3 separate regions of the Mus musculus genome follow, and all the other regions are linked to region 3. The links are chromatin contacts, called in public HiChIP or PLAC-seq maps. All regions are on one chromosome and are shown on one strand. Each heading gives the region's core, a stretch centred on a gene start, on an enhancer-like site or on the middle of the called end of the contact. The rest is flanking DNA. Distances are from core to core; before and after follow the strand shown. Region 1 has its middle 22 kb from the start of Bicral. Region 2 holds the start of Dnph1 (2'-deoxynucleoside 5'-phosphate N-hydrolase 1). Region 3 holds the start of Klc4 (kinesin light chain 4).

The links. HiChIP or PLAC-seq counts read pairs in DNA pulled down with a chosen protein or histone mark.
Region 1: an H3K4me3 HiChIP or PLAC-seq map of embryonic stem cells shows a contact between it and region 3, with 19 read pairs. The contact joins the enhancer-like site here to the promoter of Klc4 in region 3. A contact is called at or near these places in 5 of 484 Hi-C or Micro-C datasets (embryonic stem cells, erythroblasts, muscle stem cells and 2 more), 9 of 115 datasets of contacts at active chromatin or transcription factors (the SCID.adh cell line, double positive thymocytes, effector CD8 T cells and 4 more) and 3 of 9 other capture datasets (adipose tissue, liver and pancreatic islet).
Region 2: a contact with region 3 is called in an H3K4me3 HiChIP or PLAC-seq map of the 230-238 cell line, with 21 read pairs. The contact joins the promoter of Dnph1 here to the promoter of Klc4 in region 3. A contact is called at or near these places in 1 of 39 promoter capture datasets (hippocampal neurons), 2 of 484 Hi-C or Micro-C datasets (B cells and natural killer cells), 7 of 115 datasets of contacts at active chromatin or transcription factors (the 230-238 cell line, craniofacial prominence, embryonic forebrain and 3 more) and 3 of 9 other capture datasets (adipose tissue, liver and pancreatic islet).

The regions. Positions count from the first base shown.
Region 1 is chr17:46,851,152-46,854,831 of GRCm38.p6, reverse strand. It overlaps a transcript of Bicral not described here. Among named protein-coding and RNA genes, the nearest start is that of Bicral, 22 kb to the right of the region's middle. Within about 2 kb of position 1,916, at least 95 of the 459 cell types and tissues checked have an H3K27ac peak or open chromatin away from gene starts, as enhancers often do. A contact at or near this core is called in the SCID.adh cell line, adipose tissue, double positive thymocytes and 3 more, where this site is marked.
Region 2 is chr17:46,495,040-46,499,155 of GRCm38.p6, reverse strand. It overlaps Dnph1 (2'-deoxynucleoside 5'-phosphate N-hydrolase 1), which reads right to left and starts at 2,367. Exons shown (of 4, transcript NM_207161.3): 1 at 2,184-2,367; 2 at 663-731; 3 at 403-513; 4 at 1-279. The coding sequence starts at 2,346. The coding sequence ends at 101.
Region 3 is chr17:46,644,569-46,648,299 of GRCm38.p6, reverse strand. It overlaps Klc4 (kinesin light chain 4), which reads left to right and starts at 2,220. Exons shown (of 16, transcript NM_001357130.1): 1 at 2,220-2,325. It overlaps Mrpl2 (mitochondrial ribosomal protein L2), which reads right to left and starts at 2,071. Exons shown (of 7, transcript NM_025302.4): 1 at 1,902-2,071; 2 at 742-910; 3 at 1-63. The coding sequence starts at 1,997.

The DNA of each region.
Region 1 (3,680 bases), core at 667-3,166, 210 kb before region 3:
CTAGTGGCTTGTGCTCCAAGCAGCCACCTCATCCCGGATCCGGGCAGCCCCAGCCCTGCAGGCCCACAGCCCCTGGAGGCCCTTGCCACAGGGATGTTATCAGTCCTGTTTGTTCCTAGAATTCAAGGTGACTCAAGAGGAAAGATTAAGATAGGACACCGAGCTAGAGAGAAATCAGATAGGCCAGTAACTGCCCGCCTTCAAGTCCAGCCAAGCCGAGTAGACAGGATAGCTGTGTAGCTTAAAAGGTTTTCACTTGCATGTGGACACAAAGCCCAAAAGCTTTTAAAACCGTGGTTTCTCTAAAATAGTCTAGTTTATAGGGAAAGAATCATTAAAAGTAGTGGTGAGTGGAATTTAAAACAAGACATCTGAACTCATGGAATTCACAGCCAGTGGGAGAAAACCTGTAAGCTGGAGGTTTCATATGAGTTGGGAGTAGCCCTTGCTGCCTAGTAAGTTTCTCCGAAGGCATGAGCTGTGCTAGCCACCTCAGAAGCAGGGTTTGTCGTTCCAAGCCGCCTGTGTAGAGCAGACTGAAAGGGAGCGAAGGCTGCCGAGCTTCTCTGGAGCTGCTGTGATTAGGCCACTTAGGGAATTCTTAGATTTGTCCTAATTGCAGTGAGAAGCTATGGTCTAAGGGAGTAGGGTGGGGATTTGAACTCAGGGCTGCAAGCATTGCTAACGAGCAATCCACTGCGGAGGATTTTTGTTTTGAAACTTCAGTATCATAGTCGTGCTTAATTGCTTGGGCTCAAGTTTTGTGTTCATGTGATCCTCCTGCCTCAGTTTCCTAGTCCTAGGACTACCAGTGCAGAAGTGCTCATGTTCTTTATAGACGATTTGACCGCTGTGTAAAAGGTAGGGATTAGAAAGGTTTGCACTGTAGTCTGGTCCTGCAAGAGCGGAAGGAATCAAGAATGTCTTCTCAGCCGGGCGTGGTGGCGCACGCCTTTAATCCCAGCACTCGGGAGGCAGAGGCAGGCAGATTTCTGAGTTCGAGGCCAGCCTGGTCTACAAAGTGAGTTCCAGGACAGCCAGGGCTATAAAGAGAAACCCTGTCTTGAAAAACCAAAAAAAAAAAAAAAAAAAAAAAAAAGAATGCCTCTCATTTATGCTTCTCATTTATGGGCCAAGCTTTGAGTGGCTGACGGTGCCACTTAGAATTTGGAGACGACCAGAAGAGGACTAGCTGGCAAGGGATGGTGACAGGATTCATATGCCACTTGTTGGGTACCAAAATTGAGCTGTTAGAAGTCACTGGCTGGTGGGTGTGTCCTGGGAGCAGCCCAAGTCATGTGAGAGCACAGAAGTGGACCAAGCTGTGCAAGGACAGTAGTGTGCCCAGTGGAATGCTGAGGAGTTAGGCCGTGGCGGCATGCCCACCCATCTGACAAGCAGCTTCTCTGCCGTGTGAGTTGAAGGGCTGGGCTCAAAGAGTGGGGAGTAAATACTGCAGCGGGGTTACAGCCTCATTTTGAGTACTTGGTGTGGGGAGAGAATGTGTGTGTGTAGGTCTGTCAAGTCTTTCATCTTTAACATGGTTCTGGAGATCAAACCCAAGGCTTAGGCACTTTACCTCCAGAGCCATTTTCCAACATTTTCACATGAGCTGAGAGTATCTACCCAAGAGGGAGAGATTAATAAAACAGCAAGTCTGATAAAGGGGCAGGATTCTTGAGAAAGGACAAAGAATTTCAGATCTAAGAACAAGGTTTATCAGGGTGGGAGGAGAGTGGAGTGAAGGCAGAAAAGAAGAGCAGGAGTTAGAGGGAGTGAAACCTCGGAGGCGGGGATGGAGGGCAGGCTGTGGTGCTCTCACGCATGGCCAGCATCTTGCAGGAAGAACAGGTGGCGGCTGGTTTCAGAAGGAAGTTGTTGGTCATCTCGGGCTGCAGGGCAAGTGGGACATAAGACACCTGCAGGCTGCTGCCTGGAGCCCTGAGTCTGCGCACTGAGAGCTCTGTACTGCTGTGCTGTTTCCCAGCCCCAGTTTGACTTTTTGACCTTTGCACAGTTGCACTGGGGAGAGGGAGAGGTGTTGAGGGAAGAAAGTATCCAAAGGATGCCAGTGGAAATGTATAAAACCCTTAACCAGCTGGCTCCTCTTTGAGGCAGCTGGTAGTACTTTTTCTTAGGTTCGTGTCCCTTGAACTGGCTACAGAATAACAGTAGAGGGAAATTAGGGAAAAAGGGGGGGGGGCTGGTGAGATGGCTCAGCAGGTTAAGAGCGCCAACTGCTCTTCTGAAGGTCCTGAGTTCAAATCCCAGCAACCATATGATGACTCACAACCATCAGTAATGAGATCTGATGCCCTCTTCTGGGGTGTGTGAAGACAGCTACAGTGTACTTACATATAATAAATCTTTAAAAAAAAAAGGGGGGGGTGGGGGAGGCTGGAGAGATGGCTCAGCAGTTCCAAAGGTCCCGAGTTCAAATCCCAGCAACCACATGGTGGCTCACAACCATCCGTAATGAGATCTGACGCCCTCTTCTGGTGCGTCTGAAGACAGCTACTGTGTACTTAGATATAATAATAAATCTTTTTAAAAGAAAAGAAAAAAGGCATTCAAAATTGATTACTGTAACTGGCTTAGAAGATGCAGGGCCATTTGTTAGGGATGGAGGTTAAGAAGGCCTGAATATAGGGAGAAAGGATGCATTCCTGGGAGGTGTCTTAGTTGGATGGAAATAGTGGGGAAGAGAAACAGCCACTAAGCAGCAGCATGTGGGATGAGCAGAGCTCTCCCAGCAAGTAGTGTTAATAAAGATGCTTGAAGGATGCCTTGGGATGGGATGCTGGGTGGGGCCGCTGGGTCTTTACTGTCCTCTCTCCCTTCCCTCCAGTGCTTCCATTCAGGAAAGTCCCAAGGGCTCCCTTAGTCCTAGACACTCTTGAAAGGGTGTGACTTGTTTAATTATCAATTTCTTAATAAAGTTGTAAATTGAACACTTCCTGTTCTTGTGGCTTCTTTGGCTCACTGGCTACAAACACATCAAACACTGCGTTAGAAGAACCAAAGCTCTTAAGTCAGGATAGGTGTTGCCTCTCAAAGTGGCTTATTTCAGGTCCACCAAATCCAACTTCCTTACATCATCAGGAGTTCAACTTTGTTCCTGGCTAGAATGTAAACATTTCACAAATATTATTTGTCTCACTTTTATCCTGCTTCACACCCTGATGGCCTTTCAATACATGTTAAAGTCGGTGGGTACAGTGGCACACACCTTTAATCCCAGCTCTCAGGGAGGCAGAAGCAAGAGGATCTCTATATTTGAGGCCAGTGTGAACTACACTGGGTTCTAGGCCAAACTAGGCTACATGGTGAGATCCTGTCTGAAGATATTGCTGAAGGTCCATCCCTAGTTTCTGTATTATGAAAAGAGTCAATGACCTACCTAAGGTCCCTTGGGAAGAGTCCCTGAATTATTACATTTTGGCATTTATACTAAACTGTTTAATCTACAACTAGTACAGCTGTATACAGCTGAGATTTCTGAGGTCTAGCAAGTTAAAATTGACCTTGACCAGGCATGATGGCACTTGTCCTGTGGTGCTGGCTGAAAAGACCCAGGGTCCGAGGCTGAAGTAAGGATCACTTTAGGAGAGCGAGAGCTTGGACAACAGAGTTTTGGGGGTTGTTTTGTTTGGGGTAGAGGGATCGAGACAGGGTTTCTC
Region 2 (4,116 bases), core at 1,118-3,617, 150 kb after region 3:
AGTTCCAGAGAATGTGGTACCCTCTTCTGACCTCTGGGCACAAGGTATGAATGTGGTTACATACATACATGTAGTTAAACATGTGTTAAAAAAATAAATCTTAAATTTTTTCTAATACAGTAGGGTTAAGACAGGCACTTGGGTTACTGGAGGAAGCCGTCCCCTGAGGAAGATAAGCCTCAAAGTACCGATGGAGCATGGTCTCCACTTCTTCCTCTGCGTAGTCCCACACCTGGAACCTCGAGCCATCGGCTGCTCCCCGGATCATGGCGGAAAGCACTGGGGAGGGGGGAAATGTGAAACTGACTTCCTTCCATACTCCCCACTCTGCTCCCTGCCCCAGCCCACTGGGAAAGGAAGAAAGCCAGGAAGGAGTAAGCCACTCCACGCTGGAATACTCACCTCGGCCAGACTGTGGTCGGAACAGGCACAGGATCGGCTTACCAAGAGCTACTGCCCGGCCCAATTCGTAGCCAACACCCAGGGATGGCTGTGTCACTTCTGCCACGACCACTGCAGAGAGAGAAAAATAAGACTTACTACCTGGGATTTTTAAGAACGGGGTGACGGTGTATCTGTGGTGGGGATAGTAGAGTCAGGGATAGCCCAGGAATCGACATCACCAAGGAGCCCTCATGCAGAAGGGAGGACTACTCACTCACCATCGGCCTGCCGGAGCCAGGCCAGGTCCCGCTCATGGATGAACTGGTCGCCCCCAGCAGCCTCTTCCCCTGTGGTTGAGGGCAAGCTGGTCAGAGATGGTCCCTACCCCAACTCAGTACCTAGTAACTTCTATGTTCTCGCTGCTTCTCAAATCTACCCTGCTCAGAGAGGGGCAGAGAGAGGGAACCCTTGCCCCAGCACCTTCAAAAGCCAGTTCAGGAGAGGAGTCTGTTAAAGGGATGAAGAACAAAACAGCCACAAGAAAAATGCAATCCTGTTCACGGAGGCACGTGTGGGTGGGGCTGGGTGCGTGTGGGGAAAAGGTCTGACTCACCCGGAATCCAAGGGGCGTGTCTGGGGTCAGAGAGCCAGGATCACAGTTTCCAGTTTGAATCAACTCTGCTGTTTAGGACGGTAAGGCTCTGCAGGTGGCAGAGCAGAACCACACTGTCTAAAACTTCTTTTGTGAGCCTGAGGATCATGGCTCATAGCACTAATCCCAGCCCCGGGAGCAGAGGCTGGGGAAATCTGTGAGTTCCAACACAGCCTGGTCTACACTGTAAGTACCATGATGGCCAGGGATATGTAGAGAGACCCTGTCTCAAAAAACAAACTAACAAGTTGTGTGTAGCAGCAGGTGCCTGTAGTTCTAGCACTTGGGCGGTGAAGGCAGGAGGATGGCGAGTTCTAAGGCCATCCTTGGCTACAAGTCTGACGTCACTGTGCGTTTATGACAGCCTGTTTCCAAAATAAAGAAAAGAAAAAGAAAAAGCAAGAAAAGTGACTAGGGGAGAAAACCCAGATTCAAAGGTTTTCTCCAGGCTATCACACTCTGTAGACTGTTTTGTCTCATTTCTTTGAGACAGGGGTTAACTCTGTAGCCCAGGTTGGCCTGGAACTCATCCTACCCTCTGCCTCCAGAGTGCTGACATTGGCGCTGAAGGTGGAGAACTATCAACAAAACACACCATGCGCTAGCCAAGCATAAGCACAAACAGGTTCTTTCCAATCCCCTGGCATTTTTTGCCTACGATTGATTCTTTGTCTTTTAAAAGATTCTCCCAGAATTGCTTTAGAGTCCACAGCTTAGGAGTTTGTTCTTGCATGGGGCAAGGGAGATCTACTTAAAAGTTTTTGGAGCAGAAATACAAGAGTTCTAGGTACAACTTTCCTACTGGAGGAGTGCTTATCCAGACCAGCTTATCAAAGCCTTGCTAGCCCAAAGCTGGGTCTGGGCTGTCACTTGCTTCCAGTGTGCTGGACAGGGACACTTGACCTGCGCATGGAACGTACACATATAATCCAGGACCTTCCATAGCCAGCCGGTCCCCTAACCATTACGAGGTCCTAGTCTGCAGATCCCCTAGCCTCCGGTCTAGCCTGCGGGTCACATGAGCTGCGGGTTCCCCAGGTTGAATGTCTACTAGCCAGTGGGTCTCCTATCCGGCAAGTCCCTAGTCAGCCGGTCCCCTTAGCCTACAGGTCCCCAGCCTGCGAGTCTCCAGCCCGCGTCGCCTCACCACGCGGCTCCAACTCAGCATCAGCCACGTGCTCAGTGAGCACCTTCCCATAGCGCCGCAGCCGGGATACGATCCGCGAATACAGAGCTTGGTCTTCCCGCCCGCCGCGGATGCTCCCGCAGAAGTACACAGAGCATGGAACCAGCTCCCCGGATGCCGCCATCGCCGCGCGCGGGCAACCGCTGCCGCCGCTACCACGTGACCTGGGAAAGCGACTCCCAGAGGTAAGGGGACCTTCTTCAAGCTCGCTCTCTTCCCGGATAGGCTCTTCCCGAGCCAACCCGCTCATTAGTTCTGACTCCTCCCCGTGACCTGCCCCTCCCCAGCTCCTAGCTATTCAAGTAGTTCTGTACGGATCTCAGTGCTCTCAAACTCTGTACGGGATCCATAGGCAACTGTGATTGGCTCTCATTAATCTTTCCAAAATTTAAAAAAGATTGTTAACTTATTTTAAAAATATTTTATTATTCATACATGTATGTAGTGTTTTAATCAAATCTAACCCAGTCTCTCTCTCCCCTCCAATCCATCTTCTATCCCCTACACCAACTTCATTTTTATTTATTATTTAAAATAATTATTATCTTTGATTATTTTATTATTTTATGTGTATAGGTGTTGTGATGGTTTGTTTATCCTTGGGCCAGGGAGTGGCACCATTTGGAGGTGTGGCCTTGTTCAAATAGGTGTGACCTGGTTGGAATAGGTGTGTCACTGTGGGTGTGGGCATAAGATCCTCACCCTAGTTGCCTGGAACTCAGTCTTCCACTAGCAGCCTTTGGATGAAGATGTAGAACTCTCAGCAATGCCTGTGCCATGCCTGCCTGGATACTGCCATGCTCTCACCTTGATGATAATGGACTGAACCTCTGAACCTGTAAGCCAGACCCAATTAAATGTTGTTTTTTATAAGACTTGCCTTGGTCATGGTGTCTGTGCACAGCAGTAAAAGCCTAACTAAGACAGGTGGTTTGCCTGAGTTTATATCTCTACATCATGTGCATGCCTGATGCCCCAAGAAGCCAAAAGAGCACAATGAGCTAACCTGAAACTGGAGTTACAGACACAGTGAGCCACCATGCAGGTGCTGACAATCCAACCTGGGTCCTCTGGAGAGTGGCCAGTGCTGTTAACCACTGAACCATCTCTACAGCTTCCCTCCCTACCCACTGAGCCCATTAGTGCTACCTATGTGTGCACCGGTGTGGAACCATCTACTGGAACAAGTACAGGCAGCCTCTCAGGGTCGTGCCTGCCTCACCAGCTGTTAGCTGTCAGCAACGCTTCAGCTATTGGCATGGGGCCCTTCTCCACACAGGGTAGGGTTTGGACCAGCCTGATCGTGCACGGGCAGTCATAGCTTCTATGAGTTATGTGTGTAACCCCACTGTCATGTCCAGAAACAATGTTTTCATGGCAGTCCCTCTGTCTTTCAACCCACTCTTCCATGGAGATGGCCCATTTACATTCAAACACTCTACAGTCTCCGAGAGACCCTATTAATCTGCAAAAAGAAGCTCTTCTGACGAGGGCTAAGGAATGCTCTAATTGATGGGTACAGAGATATGGAATCGGGCAAGACGGTTACACTTTCTAGAGCCTGACTCCCCACCATTTCCATGGCCACCGCTCTGGCCCTGCCCCTCCCCAGATCTCCCCATTCCAGCTCTTCCTACCACAGTCTGCTAGCCACTCTGAGGAGATGGAGAGCCCCTCAGTGACCCCACCTTAGTTAGGATAAAACCAGGGGGGGCCAGTGGCCCACAAGTTACAGAAGAGCTGTGAAATGCATTATTCTATCAAGGACATGGCCATTGCCGCTGCCACCAGCACTGGTCTTAGGATGGACACCCTGGGTCTACAGAAGAACAAAACTCTCCACAGCCACGCCTGGATGCATGCATGCATGCATGCACAGAGGCCACCACCCTCA
Region 3 (3,731 bases), core at 971-3,470:
GAAAGTCAATCATGCGATAATTCTGTTTGTGGCCTCCACCGATACCATGCACTCGGATGCGGCCTAGGATCAAGACAGTTCAGGCATGTGATTCAGGTTAGAATAACTCTCAGCCTAGATTGGACAGTAGTACTCCCTCACTATTATATCACAAACAGAAAAACGACAAAGGGTTGGTGGTATAGCAGTACAGAGCTTGCCTTGTGAGCGCTGAGGTCCCAGGTTCGAGCCACAGTATGTGGGTGAACAGAGGCCAGGGCTTCCTTGCAAAAGTAGTGGGGTAACACTTATATGGCTCAATAAAAATATGATTATTAAAACTGTACTGGAAGGGATATACACTGGACTCCCATCATTAAACCATTATAATGTTGGTCCCTTGCATTGAGCAGGTTTTCTGTTTCTCTGTGGTCTCTTCTTCAGCTTCAGTCATGACCCACACGGTGAGATGCACCTCAATGACATCTTACAAGCTATAGTGCACTGCTATATAGACATCCAGGATGCTAATGCAGTCGGGCAGTGGTGGCACACGCCTTTAATCCCAGCACTCAGGAGGCAGAGGCAGGCAGATTTCTGAGTTTGAGGCCAGCCTGGTCTACAGAGTGAGCTCCAGGACAGCCAGGGCTACACAGAGAAACCCTGTCTCAAAAAACAAAACAAAACAAAAAACAAACAAAAAAAAAAAACCCCAGGAGCCTAACACACTTTCCTCCTGAATGCTCCAGGCCCTTTTCCCACCTGTATGGTCTCGACCCCCAGACTTCCTCATCTTCACTGGTTTAACTGTGTACTTGGTACGACTCTTCCAGGACACAAACTTGGCACTGCGGTCCGCAGACATATGCACTGGGCGGTAAGAGGGCGACACCAAGGCAGGGGGCAGCTGAAGGAGGACATTGCTCTGTATCTAGGGATTAAAGGAAATATTCTCTTTTAGAGAACCAAGCAAGAAAGCACCTAGACTAAGTTTAGCTTCCCAGAAACATCTCAGAACGCTGCCCCCTAATCTCCAACCTTCACAAATACCAGTGTAATGTGTTTATCCAGTTACTTGGTAATCACTTGGTAAACCTCTGATATAATTCTCCAAGGAAATGGTCTCCCTTTCATCATCTTCTAAATCCTTTCAAGTTCTTGCCTGGAAACCTTTCCTTCCCTGAAGAATTCACTTCTCCAGAGCTGGTAAACTCCACACACCTATCACCACCATCAGCAGTGGTGCCTTTTGCCCAATGCACGGTTTGAGGAATTTTCGAGTATGAATGGAAATGATTATTTTGCTTTTCCACTGGCTGTAGACTAAGTGTTTGGTTTAGCTTGAATTATAAAATATACATTCGCTAAATTCTGCCATGCTCAGCCTGAGAAATGCAGAGAAGCAAGATCAGTAATTTCTTTTCTTTTCTTTCTTTCTTTCTTTTGTGTGTGTGTGTGATTCACCATTGCCCACTACAGACCCACTGTTCGACAGTCCCTAATATCAGCAATAACCCAGTCGTACATTAAAACAGTTAAGAGCACTGGTTCTAGGAGGTAGAGGAAGCGCATAGAATGAGCGAGGCTCTAGGTTTAATCTGCAGTAGCAGGGCAAGTTGCGAAGCCCGTCTGTCTAGCCCCAGAAGGTGTAAGACTGCTGACCAGGTTTCTCATCCCCAAAATGTGCATAAGAACTCTCAGGAGGTCGGTTAATTCAGTCCTCTTCTCTGCCTGGTTTACGGCTGGCACCTTAATGTTACTTCTGCAACCTGTTTAGTAAAGGCTTGCAAAAGCACTTGGAAGCCCGTATCTGAGATCGGGATTGACGGAGAACGAAGGTCACGTGATCTCGCCTAGCCTTGCGGGATCCCGGACAGCCCAGGCGGAAAGAACCAATCCTAGTTCCCAGGTAAGCGGATTACCTGGGCAGCAGGGAGCAGAGTCGGAACCCGGGCGGTAATGGCCGCGGATGCCAGGCTCAAAGAGCGCAGAGCACTCGTCAGCGCACACAGCGCCATGGGCCGGCCGGGCTCCTCCGCGCCGTGCTCGCTTTTACCTTCATCCAGAGCCTGGCGCTCTGGGATGACGTTCCGGTCCCGGTCCCGTCGCTTTCCAATGACGCGAGAGAGGCGGGCACAGAACGGCAGCGCCGCAGGATACACGCTTTCTTGCCTCTCCAAAGAACAAGTTCTCAGCCAATCATCGGGGGGGGGGGTTGCTCGGGTCACGTGACGGGCGGCAGTCCCCGCCCCTTGGAGCCGTCAAAACAATTGCCTCGAGCGGCAGCCATGATAAATTTAAAGGGGCAGCACCCACGGAGGCGGTAGCCGGACCGGCAGACTGCAGGTGAGTCTTTGGGAGTACCCCTGGGGCTGAGAATTAAGATTACACTGACTCTTATTCCCACATTCCGGGACAAATGAATAAGTCCCTTCCTACTAACCTCAGAAAACTTTAGACTGACTCAAAAACTCCGCCCCCCCGCGATTCTTCCCCGCCCCTCGGCGTCCAGACAGTGGGATAACCTGCCCCGCCCCCTATGGGAACCCCTGACTGTGACCTCGAGCTGGTCTGATGTCGGGTCCCGGGCAGCAACTCTGTTCTCACTCACTCTGCCCTTCCTCTCCCCTCAGCCTTTGGCGATCTTACTCTGTCCTCACCCTCGGCCCTCGGGGCGAGGCAGGAACCTTAGACACTCCTGAACTGTGGGCCCTCAGGCTTCGGTAGCCTGCGCTCGGAGCCTTGCTCCGTGACCCCACTGTGCTCAGCAGATCTGCTATGCATCCCTGAACCATCCGGCACTTGCGAGACATTTTAAGGCGCCTGTTAGGTGATTATGTCAGACAAAGCTATGGAAGGAGGCGATTGCCGTAATCCTGTTGGGAATCCTAACCGGGTCTCCCTTCTCAGGGACACCACACCCCTTGCTGCAGGTCTCCTTATCGGGAGAAAGTAACTGCACCGAGCTGGAATGAGGAGAGTGACTTAAGGAAGAAGGGACATTAGTACAAGTCTTTGAAGAACCTGTAGGCTGGAGGAGGGAGGGTGTTTGTCCTGGGTGGGGCTCCGTGCCAGGTCCTCTGAGAGGCTGTGAGGTGGTGACAGAGAAGGGGTGGGACTGCCGGACTTCTGGACTTTGGGCAGTACAAAGCCTTCTAAATCCTTAGTTTCAGGTCAGAGTTTCTTCCGGGCTCTGGCCTGGGAGCCGCCTGAAGCCAAGAGCTTCTGCTCTGTAAGCAGGTAAGGAGACTTCAGGGATGAGTTTGGAGGAAGTAGGAAGACCGGCTGAATTCGGGGGGGGGGGGGGGGAGTGAGGCCAGAAGGTGGTTTGGAAGGAGATCAGCAGGTTGGGAGGTGCTGGGCTTAGTGCCTTTGCTGATGCAGCCTGAAGACCTTGAACCTTCCAGAGCCTTGTCATGACGGCTGCTGTTTCCTGTACTCCCACATCCCTAACCTTGGGTCCTTCCCCTTTATTGGGACACTGCTTTCTGCACAGCTCTCCCACAAGTCCTCTGTGATTCTTACAATGCTTCAGATCCCCTGCTTCCTTTCCCTAACCTATGCTCTGTCTCCAATTGCCAAGTCCTGAATTCCTCTAGCTCCAAGCCTGCCCGATTGTCCTACAGATCTCTATCCAGGTTAATTCCTCTCCCTCACCTTAGTTTTATGGTCAGTGCCGTGGAACTCCTCCTCTTTCATCAGCTTAGCCATGGGGTCGGCCATACTCTTTTCCCTTTGCGGGATGCCCACCA